Regions from separate parts of the Mus musculus genome. Here region 2 is linked to region 1. The links are chromatin contacts, called in public promoter capture Hi-C maps. All regions are on one chromosome and are shown on one strand. Each heading gives the region's core, a stretch centred on a gene start, on an enhancer-like site or on the middle of the called end of the contact. The rest is flanking DNA. Distances are from core to core; before and after follow the strand shown.

Evidence for each region. Capture Hi-C pulls out chosen DNA fragments and counts their contacts.
Region 2: a promoter capture Hi-C map of liver shows a contact between it and region 1. The contact joins two enhancer-like sites. A contact is called at or near these places in 3 of 9 other capture datasets (adipose tissue, embryonic stem cells and liver).

Annotation. Positions count from the first base shown.
Region 1 is chr2:36,077,336-36,083,651 of GRCm38.p6, reverse strand. It overlaps Lhx6 (LIM homeobox protein 6), which reads left to right. Exons shown (of 9, transcript NM_001083126.1): 9 at 1-1,699. Morn5 (MORN repeat containing 5) reads right to left here. Exons shown (of 5, transcript NM_029309.2): 5 at 3,943-4,137. The coding sequence ends at 4,064. Among named protein-coding and RNA genes, the nearest start is that of Lhx6, 24 kb to the left of the region's middle. Within about 2 kb of position 1,416, at least 20 of the 459 cell types and tissues checked have an H3K27ac peak or open chromatin away from gene starts, as enhancers often do. A contact at or near this core is called in liver, where this site is marked.
Region 2 is chr2:36,239,848-36,245,453 of GRCm38.p6, reverse strand. Ptgs1 (prostaglandin-endoperoxide synthase 1) reads right to left here. Exons shown (of 11, transcript NM_008969.4): 6 at 4,677-4,858; 7 at 4,500-4,583; 8 at 2,445-2,691; 9 at 124-410. Among named protein-coding and RNA genes, the nearest start is that of Ptgs1, 12 kb to the right of the region's middle. Within about 2 kb of position 1,748, at least 56 of the 459 cell types and tissues checked have an H3K27ac peak or open chromatin away from gene starts, as enhancers often do. A contact at or near this core is called in liver, where this site is marked.

The DNA of each region.
Region 1 (6,316 bases), core at 167-2,666:
TTCCTTGGAACCATCTCCAAATTCCAAATAGCCAACAACCCCCAACATTATATACTCTGCTGCTTTTGTCTGGAAAACTCTACAGTGTTTGTGGGATATCCCCAAAGGAAAGCTGTGTTCTAATTTTATCATTTCCATCTGTCTGGTTATGTCAAGTTAACTCAGAAAAAGAAGAGACACTGACCAACCCTGAGAGGCCCAACAGGGCAGAGATGGAGGCCTGCCCAGATGAAGAGGCAGAGGATGGGCAGGGATGGGTGCCAAAGACCCCCCCCCCAATTGGCTTGGAGGAGAAGGACTGGGTACGCTGGACTTGGAGAGGTGACGAGAGTTTCATGGAGAGAAAAGAGGAAACTTGGGGGGGGCGGAGTTTCCCCCACCCAATTACCTAGCAGGAGTCGTGGAAAGGATGGCGTCTGATCTGCACGATGACACCACTGAATGTTTAGGTGGGCTAGCATTAGCGACCCTTGTTGGCCACTTTTCAGTCCTGAGATGAGGGCCTGAGCCAGTCTTCTCTAGGGGTGGGATGAGACTACTCACGAGGACCAAGGAACAGAGCCCAGAGAAACAGCAGCCAGAATATTAGTTCTGATTCATCCCCGAGGGAAGAGAGGTACCCATGGCTTCAGTGAGCACATGCCAAGCCCAGGATGCCAGCTGGCACCTCTGCAATCTCCCCACCAAATACACAGAGCCAGCTCTACCCACTCCTAAGAGCAGAGGCCAACTCTAAAGAAAGGTCTCAGGTTACACAGGCCCCCCCACTTATGTTTTCAGGGGATGCCATTTATCCCAAGCTTATCCTGTAATTCTAGAATGACTTGGTGTCCTGATGCACTTCTCACCAGAGGCTGCCTAGCAGCATGTGTTAGCCAAAGTCTTCCTCCTTGTTTTGAGAAGACTCCAGGACAGGACAGGCAAATTCATGGTATGTATGCAGTTGCTGCTCCTGCTTCACCTGTGGCAGACATCGCTAATCGATCACAGCACTCTATCTCTCAGAGTCTGGATAAGAATTCCCATGCTTGTTGGGACGAGACCAACTGTGCTGTTGCTATGGGACCTGGAGGAGGGTTAGGCATGGGTGACACCCCAGAAGGGAACTTTCATCTTTTCCCTTCCAAAAATTGTCAACTGACTGAGGACAAAGAGAAAGCACCTCCCAGAAAGCTGTGAGCGTGGTTTGGTTCAGAACTCCAGCACCCTGTGCCAGGCACTGACTCAAGCAAGAGGAACCTGGCCTGATCCCTGACTTTGGGGAACCCAGATCTTTCCTTTGATTTTTGCTCCTAATGATCAAAACCCCAATTGCAACCATGTGGCAAGTGGCCAGCTGAGCCCAGGTTACTTGGTACCCACTCTGCCTTGAGCCTTCCTTCCCCCAGGGCCTATTTCTTGTGTGGATCACGTGGCAGTAGCATGTTGCAGTCAGACGTCTCCACTACCCTGTTGAGAACAGCCTGGGAATGTACAGGTCATCGAGGCTATTTATTTAAACACACACACACACACACACACACACACACACACACACACACACACGGGGGAACACACACAAATGGAAAAAAATTGTAAGCACTTTTTTTGTAAAACCAATGTCTGTTTTGTTACATACCTTTCATGTTGTGCTTTGTAAATGTCTTATTTGTGTAATAAATAAAGTTAATGCGAGTAGAAGTGCCGGCACTTAAACCCAGAATGCCATGGAATTCCATTTTTCTCTTGCTAAACCCTTGTCAGTTAAAGGCTTAGGACCCTGGCTTTGGTGTGAGCTGCTGCTTGGTGTAACCCTAGAGAACTGGTACCACAGGCAGTGGCCTAAGGCACGGGGCTAAGGCACAGTTTCTACTCTGATGCTGTGCTGTCCCTGTGTATTGACTACTTTGTGGGAAGTCGGGCTGCTTGCTGACCTCTGTTCTGCTTTCTGAACACCAACCATCTGTGGTGTCCTGTGCTGCTCTGCAAACTCAGAGTCCAGTCCTGCTCTGCCTGGGAGGAGCTCTCCGGCTGGCCAGTGCTGCTGTCAACAGACACTCCTCTAGTATGTTGGGAGCCTGCGGGGGTGGGGGTCGGGGGGAGGCGTCTGCGCTGGGTCCAATCCAACAAGATTTGCAGACTAGGTATGGAGGCGAGGGTGTTGGGGGAGGGCAGGGGAGAAAGTACACAGGGACCTGCTGGGGAAGAACCCAACCCGATGGCTTCAGCTTCAGCCCCAGGCTGACTCTCCCGGTGGTTTTGTCAGGTTCCAGAGCCACACGTATGCGCCCAGTGGGCTGGTGGTTGACTGTTTAGTTCCTCTGCAAAATCCTTTGTTCAGCTCAAAGCCTTGGGTATGGAGGGTAGAGCTGCCTGGAGGGTGTGAAGGCATTCTCATGTGCTGCAGCCCTGGGCATGTTGTTTATACCTCTTGCATGAAAACTTTTGTGTGTGTGTGTGTGTGTGTGTGTGATGCCAGTACACCACATAGAGGCCCTAGGTCTATTCATTATTTTCCTCAGTAGCTGTCTACTTTACTTTTTGAGACAGAGCCCCTCACCCCCAACACAGAGCTCACCAATTTGGCTAGCCCAGCAGGGTAGCACGCCACAGAGAATCTCCTGTCTCCATCGCTGCAGCCAGCACTAGAGTGATGGGAACAGACTCTGCTTGGTTTTTCACCTGGGTGCTAGGGCATCAAGAGTAAGGTCCTCAGGCTTATGCAGCAAGTGCTGTAGCAACTGAGCCATCTTCACAATTCCCTTTTTCTTTTTTTGTATCCTCCACCCCTAACTTTGTTTCTGCTGCTAAATATTTGTATATGATAGAGAATACACACTTAGTTGTATGTGTACACAAGTGTGTATGTGGTTTTTTGCTATGTACCTTCTATCTTTGAAAGCCCAAGTTTGAAAATCAGCAGTGGGGCTCTCCCCTGTCAGTTTCCTAGGGTAACTAAAGCCTTAAAAGACAGAGATGACTTCCCCAGGTCCACTGCATGGTGCAGCTAGCTAAGGGACCTAAACCTTCCTTGACTGATGTCTCTCTCTGCACATCCAATCTGTTTGTTTGTTCCCCTGCAAATTTCAGTTGATCTCTCCCTAGTCTGACCCCTCTTCTATCTCCACAGGCAGGTCCAGTAAACCATGGATCATAACCTGGGGTCTAAAGGGGGGGGGGCGGGTAGCCTCCATGGACAGGCAAATAGTCATGGGAAGATACAGGATGCTTAGGGCCCAAGAGTAGCCCTGGGTCATTTTACCATCCTCTTTCTGGGGTGATTATGTGCACAACTACCAGGTTATTTTTATTTCTATTTCTGATCTGTAACCTTGGCTGGCTCTGGAGCTTGGGGTCTGTCTGCCTTACTCTTCCAAGTGCTATCGTTATAGTGGCACAAACAGATCTTTAAGGTCAACGTGATCACTTGACAGGTGCTGGCTTCTTGAACTCTCATTTGCCTCACTGAACTGCTCACTGACCTCACGGAGAGGTCAGCCACTACAGCAACACTTCCTTATGATTTTATAGATGCAGAAGCTGAGGCTTAGGGAGGTGACTTGCCCAAAGTTGCATGGTGGGTGGCCGAGACAGAGCTGAGATTTGAACCCCAGGTAGGTACCAAAGCACCTTGCAGATCCAGAGGGAAAGGCGGTCCTGGGGAAAGTACCAGTGGGGAGCTGCTGAGACCTAGTGAGTCACCCAGCGAGTCCCACTTCTCTGAGCCACAGAGTCCCCATATGCAGAAGACTCTCTCCACTTAGCTGCTTATTCAGTAAGACATCCGTGTCATGAGATGAGGGTTCTTGAGCTTTCCATGCATAAGAAGTAACTGGGGATGCACATGCCAAGCCCCAGTCTGGGCTTGGGCCCAGGTCTACCAAGGTGGCACTGAAGCAGGTGAAATGGGTGCATCTTCTAAGACATTCTTCTAAAGCACTCACTCACTCACCCTTGGGGCTGTTCAGTGCAGAAAACCTTTATTCTGAAACTTAAGTCGAAGCTAGGACTACAGCCAGTTTCCCAGGCCAGCAGTGGGCAGAAGGAAGTCCCTGGTGAGATGCTGAGGCCGAGGTGCTCATGGCTAGGACTTCTGTTTGGGCATTGGCAACCAGCCCTTGCGGCAGGTCCTGACAATCCACTCATGTTCGTCATCATCTGTAGGGAGAGAGAATCCAGTTACTCCTGGTATTCACTAGGACCTTCCCAGCCTGGGGATCTTGGGGCCTGCAGTGCCTTCCAGCACAGACTGCTGGACCAGGAGTTTGTTTAGCTCTGAATGGCTAGAACAGACCTTTCTATTGTTATAGCATCCCTCAGCAGAGTGGCTAGGCACGGGACACTGACCTCTGAGTTAGAGAAGAAAGAGTTCATGGTGTGAAGGTGGGGCTGAGGAAGATAGCCAGAGCCTTTGGCTTGATCCTGACAGACAGAGTGACAGCCTTACACACTCAGACATTCATCTGCTGACATACCATGAGTAGTAGCAGCCCTACTGCACTGGGCTAACATAAAGTACCAGGATACAGAGCCTCAGGTACGAAGTGAGGGATGCAAAGGAAGAATACAGTTGTGCTGGCATTATACTCAGAGGCCCGAATGCATCCTCTCCCTGCACTCCATCCTCATGGTCTCCACACAAGTAAGTCTTTCCCACCGCTGGGAAGATGAACAGAGGCTCACTAGAGGTCTCACCACTTGTGCTCAACCTCTGGGTTAGCATGTGGGAGGGCCCAAGAGGATCTGAGCCCATGGCTGCTGCATTTCCAAGTCTCACAGTTGACTAAGCCCCAATCTTCAGTGCATAGAGCAGTATCCCCAATGCTCTGTCAGGGACCCTCTATGGAATCTTGTTTCATTTTCCTGTCTTCTCTCTTTCTCCTCTACACACATATCCAGATCCAGTCCCTCCCCCACCACAACAAGAACCCACTCTAATGGCAGGGCATGCACCCCTAAAAATGCATGCAGTTCTATAAAATTTGTCCTCTTGTTTTGTGTGCAAATGTGTTTTTAATTTTTGAGAATGGCATTGCGTTGTGAGCCACATTGTGTGGGACGTCTTTTGCTCTGCTGTACGGTTCACTTTTCCTGTTCTTTGCTTCTTACCCATGTCTCATGTTTCATAGCTGGCTGCACCTACAGCTGACTCTGCCCTCCTTGTTGCTTCTAATTTCCCCAAACCAGGAACAGCAGGAACAACACTGGGACAGAGTTCTGGGGGCTCCTGCTTTTGTGGACACATGGAGAACTTGCCTGGGTTTTGTTCTGAGGGGAGCACCATAGGAAAGCATGGATTTTACTTGCCTGTGCTCCCACCAACCACCTTATTGCCTGCCCTTCTTTGTCCGTCCGTCCCCCCCCCCCCGTCCGTCGTCCCCCCCCCCCCCCCCCGTCCTTCTGTGCCATCCCTGTTTTCTGGCTGGCTACCTCTAGGCTACAGAAATGGAGGTGCTTACTCCTTACCTCTCTTTAGCCCACTGCCTCAGGTAGGAGGGAGGGACTCCCCATTCTCTTTAGGTGATAAAGACTAGACACTAGGGACCAAGGGGAGTCCCTGAAAGCTGCAAAGCAGATGGCTAGTAAAAAACCTTCCCTCGCCTCGGGACCTGCCTCCTGTAAAAAGCGCCAGACCCACCGTGAGAAGAGGTTTATGAATAGCTGGATGTGCCACACAAACCCTGCATCGCGTTGGGTCTGTAAAAATCCAGCAGGGGTTGGGAAGAGCATGCTTATTCTCAGAACTTGTCTCTGGCCTGTGAACTCTCAGCAAGGTCATCAGGAGCCATAGCCTGACTTCTCACCCCAGGGTAAGATTGATGATGCAGGAGCCAAGGTTGCTTCCAGAATGGCTAGCCCCATCTACCCTCGTTATTTCTTTGCATGTAACTCAAGACAAAAAGCTTGCTGTTGAGCATGCTCTGGCCTTGGGACCTAAGCAGCCAGTGGCCTCAGTTTCCCCTAGCAGGCTGCCTGATTGTCCTAGCCGAGGCTGGCAACCCAAGGGTATGTGGTGGGGTGCTACACTGATGTGTCAGCACACAAGGAGTTAATCGCTGGTGGAGCCCACTTTCGCCACACTGTGAGCAGCCTGGTTGATAATTACAGTTCTGAAGTCTCCAGGCTATTGGAATCAGTGCAGCTGCAGCCTCTTCAGCGGTAACCCCTGAAACCAGACAAACTGGGTGTATTGTGCTGAACCAGTCCTCGGGCCCCTCCCTGATCGTTACAAATTGACAGCAATGGACTTAACAGCCCTCTTTACCACCCTGTTCACTCTCTACCTGGCTGCATAGCCACCAATTTGAATCACAGATGCCTTCTCTCGGGCAGCTGC
Region 2 (5,606 bases), core at 499-2,998, 160 kb before region 1:
GTTTACAACCACCTGTAGAAGTAACAGAGTGTTCATTCCACAGATGAAGAAACTGGGGAGTTTGAACCAAGTCTGTTGTATCCCAGAGCCCACCCCTGATGCCTCTGTTTCTCTCAAGCTTACCCGGCCAGCCCTCTGGCGAGAGAAGGCATCCACCAGTGCCTCAACCCCATAGTCCACCAGCATAGAAGTGTTAAATAAAAACTGCTCGTAGCTGTACTCTTGTGAGCCCACTTGGAAGGAGTTGGGCATGAGTGGATGCCAGTGATAGAGATGGTTAAATTCCATGGCGATGCGGTTTCGATATTGGAACTGGGCTCGGAACAGCAGCTCCGGGTCAAACTTGAGCTGCAGGAAATAGCCACTCAAGTGCTGCACATACTCCTCAATGACAATTTTGATGGTTTCTCCTACAAGGGGAAGATAAGAAACAAGGTCAGCAGAGCTCAATGCATGGGAAATGAACATCTCGTGAAAAGTGCTTGCTCTCCTCTCCTTGCTGATGCTGGAGTTCATTTACTCCCCTTGGTCACTTCTGCTTTGTGTCCTTGTAAGGGGATGTGAAAACAGAACTGTCTCCGACTTGACTGAGAGACCCAGACAAGGGTACTGCTGCTCCATAGGCAGGCCTTAGACCCAGGAAAAGAGTCATTCAAGAACTGGTTTCCATGAGCTAGAGAGAGAGAGACGGCTAAGAGGTTAAGAGCACAGGTTGCTCTTCCCAGGGACCCAGGTTCAATTCCCAGCACCCACATGGTGGCTCACAACCATCTGTAACTCCAGTTCAAATGGATCTGGTGCCTTCTTCTGACCTCCAAGGACACCAGCCAGGCACATGACACACAGATATACATGAAGGCCAAAATACCAAAATATCTAAAATAAATTAAAAGATAAAAAAAGAATCATTTTCCCAACCCTGATGTAGCCTCCCTCCTACAGACCATGACAAGGGTCTGGAGAAGCCAAGCCTGTAAACCCAGAACTGGGGGGCATAAGAGGTGCTGAGGCAAGAGGGTTTCAGCATTGATGCCAGAATGGTCTAAATGAAAAGACTTAGTCTCAAAAAAAAATTTTAAGCTGAGAAACTCTGAAAGATACAAAAGCACAACATTGTATTAGTGAGGAATGTCATTTCTCTGAAGCTCTCAGTGAGGGACGAGGGCTTCAGAGAGCCCATCTGACAGCTGCTGCTGCTGCAGCAGCCAAAGAAAGCCCCACACAGCTAGGGAGCCCAGCCCTAAGCATTTGTTTAAGTGTAATACATTTCTGGTGTGCTGATATATATGTCAGAATCTCATGGGCAGGGGGTTCCCTTTAATCCCTTAGGCAGCAGCTATACACAAAGCAAACAGCCAAGAAAGATTACTTACGTTTGAACATTCCAGAACAATATAAAAACTGGCCAGCTGGATCGTTAGAGGAAGCTGTTATCTGGACCAATCAGCCAACAGATAAACTGGCTTTTTAGTAAACTGACCTGGAGCCACAGGACTTGCGGTTAGCAGAACTGGGCTCCAATCCTAGCTTCTCGGTATGTAGGCATCTGAGCTTGAGTCAATTGAGCTTGAGTTATTTGTCCTACTAAAGCTCACTTTCCTCGACTGTAAACTGTAGGCACTATTAATCGCTATGCGATTTCCATATGATCATGTATCCGGTCATGTGAGAAGGGGACAACAGAGGCATTTGTGCTGTTGACATAGGACTGGCAACCTCAGCCGTGTCAACATGGGTCGGCTGAAGTCCTAAGTCTGATTAACAGTGTCTTCACATTGCAGCCTGCTGGGCTGCTTTACCCACAGGCCTGGCCTCTCTGGTAAAGGTCTGGGCTATACAGACTTCCGAAGAATCAGCCTGTCCTTCCTCTGGCTACTCTTATCCCCAGTGACCAACTCTTCTAGAAGCCGGTGAATTAGCCTCTATAATTGGAACCAGCCATGCCCACTTGTACCCAGAGGTAGTGACTCAGACAAGGAGAGCCTGGTCTGGACAGAGGTGCAGGGTCCAGGCAGGAAACCATCTGACATTTTAGGTTATGGACTCACCCCCGTAGGAGACACAAAAATATCTTGTCCCTGAGTCACCTAGAATCTACCAAATTCTACAAAGGCTGATAGACAGAGAGAGAGAAATTGGGGGTTCCTGAGGGTAGGGTAAGCTGAGGTTTGATGCTGGTGTGCTGAGGACTTTAAGGCCAAACTGGGTACAGCACAAGGGAGAAACAAACTGGGGTTTGAGGTGACCAATCAAATGTACTCAGAGCCTTCCTTCCTTCTAGGCTCATAGCAAGTCAGCGCGTGTAGGAACTGAAGCCACAGCCTGGAGACCTGGGCCTGAGTATGGGTAGCCAAACCCTGGCTCGGGCTCAGGCTGTGACTCCCCAGGTTCAGTAACACCAGGGTCCTAACCCTGCTTTCCTGCCTCTCGGGGCATGTGCTCACCTATAAGGATGAGGCGAGTGGTCTGGAAGAGCTGCTCATCATCCCACGTGGGATGCTCCTCCTTCAGCAGGTCGCACACGCGGTTATGTTCACGAAGCCAGATCGTGGAGAAGAGCATCAGCCCCGGAAGCAACCCAAACACCTCCTGGCCCACAGCCATCTGCCTTTCAGGCGGGACACCTGGTGGGTAGCGCATCAACACGGACGCCTGTTCCACGGAAGGTGGGTACACCTCTCCGTCCAGCACCTGTGGGATGAGGCCGCCTGGCAACCTGACTCTGGCCCTCCTCCAAGATCCGTCTTGGAGCTCTCCACAGCCGGCTCCTGTGTTCCGACTTTACTACCTCAGCCCTGGCCCATCTGCCTGCTGCTCCCTAAGTGCCTGCCCTAAGCCAACTCTTGCCCTTACCACTTGGGTACACAGCAATCAGTATACCCCTGAGAGACGGAGTGGGGAGGAGGAGAGGGAGACCTCCATACAACATGCCCCTAAAGAGGTGTCTGGAATCACCCACAGTAGCTCCCTTCCTCTCACTCAGACGTCTCTTAGGAATCCCTGGATCTTCTTGCCTCCAAATCTTCTCACAGCTAAATGCCCTAGGGAGCAAGAAGATGACCATGGCCCGTTCTTGGCTTCCTCAATTCCCTTGCAACCTTAACTTCATAGGGGAGCAGTCTCAGCCTCCAGACTCTCTAATGGTACCGACTGGTTGGTGGCAGTTATCACAAGAGTATCACAAATACACACACTGCCAAGCCATATGCAAGTGCCGTTCTCCGTTCTGAAGATGCCCCAATGAATTTTCCTTAAGATCTTTCAGGTTTCCAGAATACAGTGTGAAAGCCACTAGCCACCTGTGGCTCCAAATCTCCAAATATGACTAGACTGTAGAACTTCATTTCATTTAGTTTAGATTTTACTTGATTTTGTTTTAGATTCTCCTTTTTTAGATTTTTTTGTATGTATACTATGTATGTATGTATGTATGTATGTGTGTGTATGTATGTATGTATGTATGTATGTATGTATGTATGTATGTATGCCTCCAGTGTGAGTATGGCCACAGAGGCCAGAAGAGGGCATCAGATCATTTAGAGCTGGAGTTCCAGAGGTTGAGAGCCTCTATGTGGATGCCGGGAACCAAGGCCAGGTTCTCTGCGAGATCAGCAGGTGCTCTCAACCGCTGACTCAATTCTCCAGCCCTATAGTTTTACATTTTTAAAGCTGATGTTTCAGCTACTGGGTTTGTGAATCTACTTATTCAATTACAAAGTTTATGAAATCTAGAGAGAGCCATCTCCAATGAGAACCTTTTTAATTTGTATTACATTTATTTATGTCTGTGTGCAGAGGCAAGAGCATCCTGGTATCAAAGCAAAGCTGTGGAGGTCAGAGGATAACTTGCAGGAATCAGATCTCTCCCAGGGATCAAACACTGGCTGTCAGGCTTGGTGGCAAGTGCCTTTACCAGCTGAGCCATCTTACCAGCCCAAGTAGAGTATGCTATTAAAATCCATCTCATCTGTTTTTTACTTTTGTTACTGAAGCCACTAGGAAATTTGAATTACATATGAGGCTCACACTACTGTTGGACAGCTCTGGTTTACACAAGAAATCTTGCTACAGCCTGTACCCTGACAGTCATGTATGTATAAACTGTGGTTCACCCATATCCAGACAGTCAGGTTCATGATTTGTTGGACTGTGGTTTGCCTGTACCCTGGTAATCCTGTATTTGACCCCTGATAGATTATGGTTTCTTGATGGTTGGGCCCATGGCTAAGATGGATACTGACTCAGTCATGTGTACAAGTTCCATCATGGTGCCCATTCCAGGGAGTGAAACAGCTAAGGAAATGAAAATATCCCCAGGAGGCCACAGAAATCTACCCCGTTCTTTATTTGCTTTTGCCCTGTTAACTCCTCCCAGCCTTTACTCTCTGTCCTCCTGGTTTCCTTCACTCTGGTAGTTCTTCAATTTGCCTACCCAGCCATCTTTATAAGAGAGAACAAGGGAGACCCTTCACACTGTCCCCTCCCCATGCCAGCACTACCTGGTACTTAAGTTTCCCATCCTTGAAGAGCCGCAGGTGATACTGTCGTTCCAGATTATCTCCATAAATGTGGCCAAGGTCTACCTGAGGTCAGAGAACGGTCCATTCAGATCACATGGATTCTGATGATAGCCTGCATGTGGCACCTGAGACTCCCTCCCTGTCCCACATACTCACCCCGTGGCCTAAGGCCTTGGTAAAGCCAGGACCCATCTTTCCAGAGGTCTTGAAGAACTGGTGGGTGAAGTGTTGTGCAAAGAAGGCAAACAGGATGTTGGTGCCCTGGGGGGCAGGAATGAACTCCCTTCTCAGCAGCAGCTGTTGGGCCAGAAGCTGAACATCTGGTAACTGTTTCTTCCCTGGTTGGGGAGGTAGGAAAGGGCAGAAGATGCCTAGCTCTTGCTTGTACCTACATGCCCTGAGGATCACTGGGCTCCCAGAAGTCCTCAGGCAAACTAGCCCAAGCAGGAAGGCCGAAGACTCCTCCTCAGAGCCAATCCTCCCTCCCCACAGGTAATCTGTAGCCTGCTCTACCAAAAGAAAGAGCTTGAAGTATTTGCCAAGGAAATGCCTTGCATTCTGAACTCATTTTTAAATCTCCTATAGGTGTGCACCTGTAATCCCAGCAATGAGGAGACCAAGGCAAGGACATCTCTAGTTAAAAGCCTGCCTGGGTTACACAAAGAGACTATATCTCAAAATCATAAGAAGGAGCCAGTGAGATGGTTCAGCAGATAAAAGCTCCTGGCATAGAGACCTGACCATCTGAGCTCAAGCCCCCAAACCCACATAATGGTGATAGGAAAAAAAACCAACTCCACAAAATTGTCTTCTGGCCTACACACACACATACACACACACACACACACACACAGAATGACACATGCACACCCATACACATAAACACATTAATAATTTATTAATATAAAATTTTTAAAACTCCATTAAAAAATGAAAAGTGGAGCAGTGTAGTGTTGTGGAACATGGATTTAATCCCAGCACTCAGGAGGCAAGGCAGGCAGACCACTGTGAGTTCAAGACCAGCCTGGTCTACATGAAGTTCCAAACTACCTAGGGTTTCATAATGAGATCAAAGGGTGGGGGCAG